Linked DNA regions of Sus scrofa: region 1 is linked to region 2. A link is a contact called in public HiChIP or PLAC-seq data. All regions are on one chromosome and are shown on one strand. Each heading gives the region's core, a stretch centred on a gene start, on an enhancer-like site or on the middle of the called end of the contact. The rest is flanking DNA. Distances are from core to core; before and after follow the strand shown. Region 1 holds the start of PJA1 (E3 ubiquitin-protein ligase Praja-1). Region 2 holds the start of EFNB1 (ephrin-B1).

Region 1 (2,700 bases), core at 113-2,612, 330 kb after region 2:
GCAGCAGACAGGGAGCATCTGAGAGAGGTATGTGAAAAAGGTATGGATGCATAGTATGCATGTAAGTGGCGTAGGAAAAAAGCAATCCAAGGATATCCTTATGTGTGTGTGGTAAGGCAGCCCGGAGGGTGTGTGGGAGGATGAGGATATGTGTGTGTGTGTGTGTGTGTGTGTGTGTGTGTGTGTGTGTGTGTGTGTGTGTGTGTGTGTGTTCTGTGTGCTCACCAGTGCACGCAGAGGCAGAGGGAGGAGGGGGAAGCTTCTGGAGGTGTGAATGTGGCAGTCCGTGAGAGGCTTGGAAAGGCACAGGAAGGTGTGAGGCCATGTGTGTGTGTGTGTGTGTGTGTGTGTCAGGGGAAGGCACTAGAGAGCGTGAGAGTGTGTGAGAGGGTTTGTGTGTGTGAGTGTCCAAGCATGTGCGGGGGAGGGGATACGCAGGAACCTTGAGTATTGGGGGTGATGGTGGTAAGGGAGCCGCAATGGAAGGTTTCTGTGCATGCGTATGTGTGTATGTATATGTGTGTACGTGTGTGCGCGCGCGCACAAGCGTGTGTGCGGGCATGTGCGTGTGTGTCCCTGCTCGCGCGCAAGACACACGGATGGGAGGGGGCCGCAATGTCATAATGAGAAGGGGAGACTTATCGGCTCAAAAGGTAAATCCAAACCAATGGGAAAAGGGGGAAAAAAAAGAAAGAAAAGGGCGTGTGGGGGGTATAGTTTTTCCCTGGGAGTGATTTTGTTTTTCTGACAATTCTTTTCCTGAGAGCAATATATTTACCTAAAAATCTTCACCATTTACCATTCATCAAAACAACTGCAAAATGGGGTAAGAAAGGCCACGGATCGCTCCGCAGAGGAGCCAAAAAAGGAAGGCGGAGGAGGGAAAGGACAGGCAGAGAGAGGTGGGAGAGGGCCTCGACCACCACTCCCCTCTCGAATAACGATTCAAGCCCCCAGAGCGGAGTGGGGGCGGGCCACACGAAAGGGGCCGTTGTTGGGGCCGGGTGACGGAGGATGGAGCCCTAAATCAGACCGATGGAGGACACAGGCCTCCCTCTGCGGTCAGGACCCTCGTCCGCCCCACCCCTTCCCGAGGGGCGAGCCCGAAAATCTGTTCACTTAGAGCCCCCACCTCCACCTCGCCTCCCCCCCCGCCCCCCGGCCCCTCGCCCCACCGCCACGTCTGGAGGGATCGAGGAAAGAAACAGCCTTTCACTCACCCAGTCGCGACCCCCCGCACACTCTGGTGAAGAGCAGAGCTTTCGGACCTCCGACCGCCACGACCGCCAGAGCCGCTGCTCCCGGGGCTCCAGCTCCTCCCCCTCCAGACAGCAGTGGGGCGGGCACGACTGCGGCGGCGGAAGTGATTGTGGCGTCGCGGCGACCCGCCCCCTTGATGTGGCGGGGGCAGCAGCTGCTCTCGACAAATCAGGGTGGACCCGAAAGCATTATTTCATTTGAAATGATGAAATCGTCAAGGATACAGAAAAGGACAGCGAAAAATGTAACCAACAGTCGGCTTTAACAAGTGTTAAACATTTAGTCATATGCCTTTCCATTCTGTGCTTTTGGTAGCTGTTGTTGTCTTAAATAAAATGAAATCTGCAAATTCTTTCTGGTTCATTCTGGTGTGAAAATAATTATATTAATATACCCTATCCTATGTGCTATGTTATGGTTTGTATTGGAAGTTATCACTGTATTTAGGGTTGCAGTAGGCTTAAATTTTTTTTTAAATATGGTCGTTGAAGCAAATTGAACTGTTTACAGTAGAATTTGTTGCTGTTTATCACAAAATCGAGCTTCTCTGCCCAAAAGAAATTTTCAGTCATGAAGCACAACCTGGATTCACATTCTGGTAATTGCATTGCACTTTTTAAATATTATAATATTTAATATGCCTTTTGGATTTATACAATTTTATTGAACTCTGGAACTCCTTTTTTTAAATTGCACTTTACAAATATCTCTAGTATTTGTACCAAATGTAAAGATTCTCTATGTTCCTAATAGCAATGCTTTGTTCTTACTGGAAATAAAATGCATAATAGAAAAACAGGAGATTTTAGGGGTAGCAACAACAGAAATAGGATGTATAACTTTCAAACCATTAAAGAAATAATATGTACAACAAAGAGAAAAGCTCAATCTAACAAAAGGCAGAAATGGGATGGGAGGCAATTTAAAAAAGCATTTTTTAATGGCAGAAATAAAAATATATTAATATGTATTTTGGGTTAACATCTCCCATAAAAATTTTTAAAAAGCGAACTCTCATTTTGAGCATTTAATTTTTAGAAATCCAGTTATATGCTGTTTATATGAGATTCACCTAAAGCAGAAATAAGATTGGAAAATATATGCTAGTAAATATCAGCAGAAAAGAGGGAAAGAAAAAAAAAGAAGGAAGGGAGGGAAGGGAGGAATTTTTAAAAGGAAAAAGAAAGAGGAGGAAAGAAGGAAGGAGGGAGACTTATAGCAATGTTAATGTCAGAAAAATCAAGAACTCAAAGTAAAAAGCATTAAAAGAAAACAAATTGAGTTGTTCCATTCACTGAGAACATACAGTCACTAAAATTTATATGCCAAACAATGTAATTCCAAAATGTATGAGGCAAATATTGTTAGAAATATAGAGATTAGAGAGTCTGCAATTATAGTGGGGGACTTAACTGCATTGATTTTGGTGTAGATAGAGCA
Region 2 (2,700 bases), core at 140-2,639:
CTAGGGTGGGGCAGGAGGTGGGGGCCTGGAGTCATTGGCCCTGGCAGCGGGATGGAGTAGGCCCAGCCTTGCTACTGAGGCTCTGGTGGACAGGTTGAGGCAGAAAGACTGTGCCGTGACCAGGGGTGACCAGCGTGCAAAGCAGGCCTAGACATAGAGTCTGTTCTTTCCTCTGTGCCCTCCCCACCCAGGATGAGGTGTTGGCACCCTCAGGAGCTGCTGCTGTATTCCCATGTTTCCTAAGTCTGGCAGCATAGCCTCATCTGCCCCATCCCCCACCAGGTCTTGGGCTTGCCTCCTGACGGGCACTGGGAGTGCTGGTAGTGGAATCTAAAGTTGGTTCTTGGATTGGTGGTGATGATTTTAGCTGGAAACTTGAGGATGTGGCCAGGAACAAAGACGAACTTTCCTAGGCCTAGAAACCTTCTGGAAGACTGGAAGTGAAGAGTGGAATCCTGGCCATCCTGAAGGCCACTTCCTTCCAGGCATGAACCAGCTTTCAACTAGGAATGGATTAAGCAAGGAAGGAAGCAAGAAGGGGCTGGAAGTGTGGCGAGTGGGTATAGTACAGGGAAACAGGCATAGGCTTTGGAGACAGATAAGTCTGGGGCCAAATCCTGCTTCTACCACTGATCAGCTCTGTGACCTCAGATGAATCACTTCTTCCTGAGCCTAAAGGATTCTGAAGGGATATGCCTCTACTATGGTTCTTGGCACACAGTAGGTACTCAGACTGTTTTTCATCCTCAGGTTTTGCTGTACTGCCATACACTTGTGGCAATCCTAGTCTTCAAGCTGGATGATGGGTATATCCCTGCAGCTAGTTTTTGTCTCTCCTTGCTCACACCCCAATAAGGGGTCCATCTGGGAGCTGGGAGATTTTTAAACAGCTCCTCTTCTTCCCTTTCTACCCAGATCTTCCAGGCTCTGTCCCTGAAAGTGGGAGGAACCCCCTTCTCCCTTTTTATTTCCACCCAAATACAGGCCCACTCTATGAGCTAAAGAGATCATCAGAGGATCCAGTGAGAAACTCAGTAGCTCAGTCTCCTATTTAAGTGCAAGGACAGGAAACTGTGTAAATGGCGAGCACTTCGGGAATGTCATTCACCTAATTATTTCCATAAAGCAGCAGCAAGAAAACTTTATATCCTCTGCAGCCTGGCAGTCCCTGAGTCAATCCCAAACCCAGATCTTCCTCCTAGTGATCTCTTCTCCTCCCCATACCGGGCTTCTGTTCTTGCCAAAGCCACCTCCCCTATCCCAGGTCTTGCGTTCAAGTGCCTGTGCCAGGCTGCTGTGAGCCATGCTCTTGTTGGGGTGGGTGCTCTCAGTCGGTCCCAGGCGCCCGCAGTGCTATGGAAGACCAGTAGAGGGAGACGTTAGCACGTGTGTATGTCTGCTGTGGTCCGACCCAGGAGAGCGGGTCGGACCGGGAGGGTCTGAACTGTGGGATGGAGCCAAAGTTATAAGCAAGGAAGTGAGGAGGGGCGGGGAGAATGGGCCAGGGCTGGGAGACAAAGACCCAGATGGCGAGGCCGGGAGGAACTGGAGTCCGCAGTCTTGGGGCGAGGGCGCCCGCTTTTGCTTTTTCGAAAGGCGCCTCTGCCCTGCGCCTTTTCCTCTTTGCTCTCCAGGTGTCTTTCTTTACCGAGGTGCCCTCTAATCCCCGTTGCCGTATCCTGGGGCTTTGCCCGCGCCTTGAGACAACGCCAGACCCCAAAACTGGGCCCCCGTTGTTCCACAAAGCTCTTCCCCAAAGTTGAGACTCCCAAGGCCTGGTCCCCAGGGGCGAAGAACTCATCTTCCTCCCTCCCCTTTTCCGTACTTGACTCCTCTGAGATTCCACCACCCACCGCGATTGGTTTGTCTTTTCAGGACTCCGAGTCCATTTGCAAGCGGACCCGCACTGCGAGGGCGGAAGGAGGAAAGCCCACCAGAGACCTACGGGACTGAGAGTATACAAGCTATCCTTGCCACTGAGGTGGGCACGGGAGCAGGACTTCAGGGCTCGCGTGTGTAAAAAAAGAATGGCAGTACTTTCCCGGAATACTTAGGACAGGGCCTGTCTAGCCCAGGTCAGCGGGCCAGGCGCGCGGGGAGGAGAACAGGCCGACAGCTCAAGAGGAGCACCAACTTCCCACGGGCTGAGCGCTCTGGAAACGGACTAGGCGGGACCCACACCTAACCGCACAAGCCGCACACTCAAATTGGTGCCATCGAGAGCGCGGCGTCCTTAAGAGCTCCCTGAAACCCCACCCCCTTCCTGTTCTTGGGGGCGTGGTGCGGGGCAAGGACCCCGTGACGGAGCTTGCTATTGGCTAAGATGAGTAGGGTTGGCCTTGCGTTCGCCTGAGCAGGGGAGTAGACAGCTCAGCCGCGGCGGAGGGAGTCTATGCGCGCTGGACAGCAGTGGGAGGTGTGTGAGCCTCGCACTGGCCTCAGACCCTCGGGCGCAATCGTCGGGGAGCTAGGACTCGGCGGCTGGACTGCCGGGCCACCCGGCCGAGGCTTCAGAGGTGCAAACTGATGGGACTTGCTCGCTCGGCAGCGTCTCCCCGCTCTTATAAGTACACTGAGCGGGGCCCGCGCTGAAGTAGAAGCTGTCGGGGGGCGCACAGCCCGGAGTCTCAGTGTGGCCTGGAGGAACGGAGCCCGTGCCTGGGCGCTCCGGTCGGGAGCCCCCGGAACGAGTTCGTGTGT

What was found. HiChIP or PLAC-seq counts read pairs in DNA pulled down with a chosen protein or histone mark.
Region 1: an H3K27ac HiChIP or PLAC-seq map of skeletal muscle shows a contact between it and region 2, with 10 times the contacts expected there. The contact joins the promoter of PJA1 here to the promoter of EFNB1 in region 2. A contact is called at or near these places in 3 of 5 promoter capture datasets (fetal liver, fetal skeletal muscle and liver), 1 of 47 Hi-C or Micro-C datasets (embryonic fibroblasts) and 2 of 2 datasets of contacts at active chromatin or transcription factors (alveolar macrophages and skeletal muscle).

What each region holds. Positions count from the first base shown.
Region 1 is chrX:55,279,221-55,281,920 of Sscrofa11.1, forward strand. It overlaps PJA1 (E3 ubiquitin-protein ligase Praja-1), which reads right to left and starts at 1,363. Exons shown (of 3, transcript XM_005673705.3): 1 at 1,221-1,363.
Region 2 is chrX:54,945,950-54,948,649 of Sscrofa11.1, forward strand. EFNB1 (ephrin-B1) reads left to right here and starts at 1,390. Exons shown (of 5, transcript XM_021079969.1): 1 at 1,390-2,700.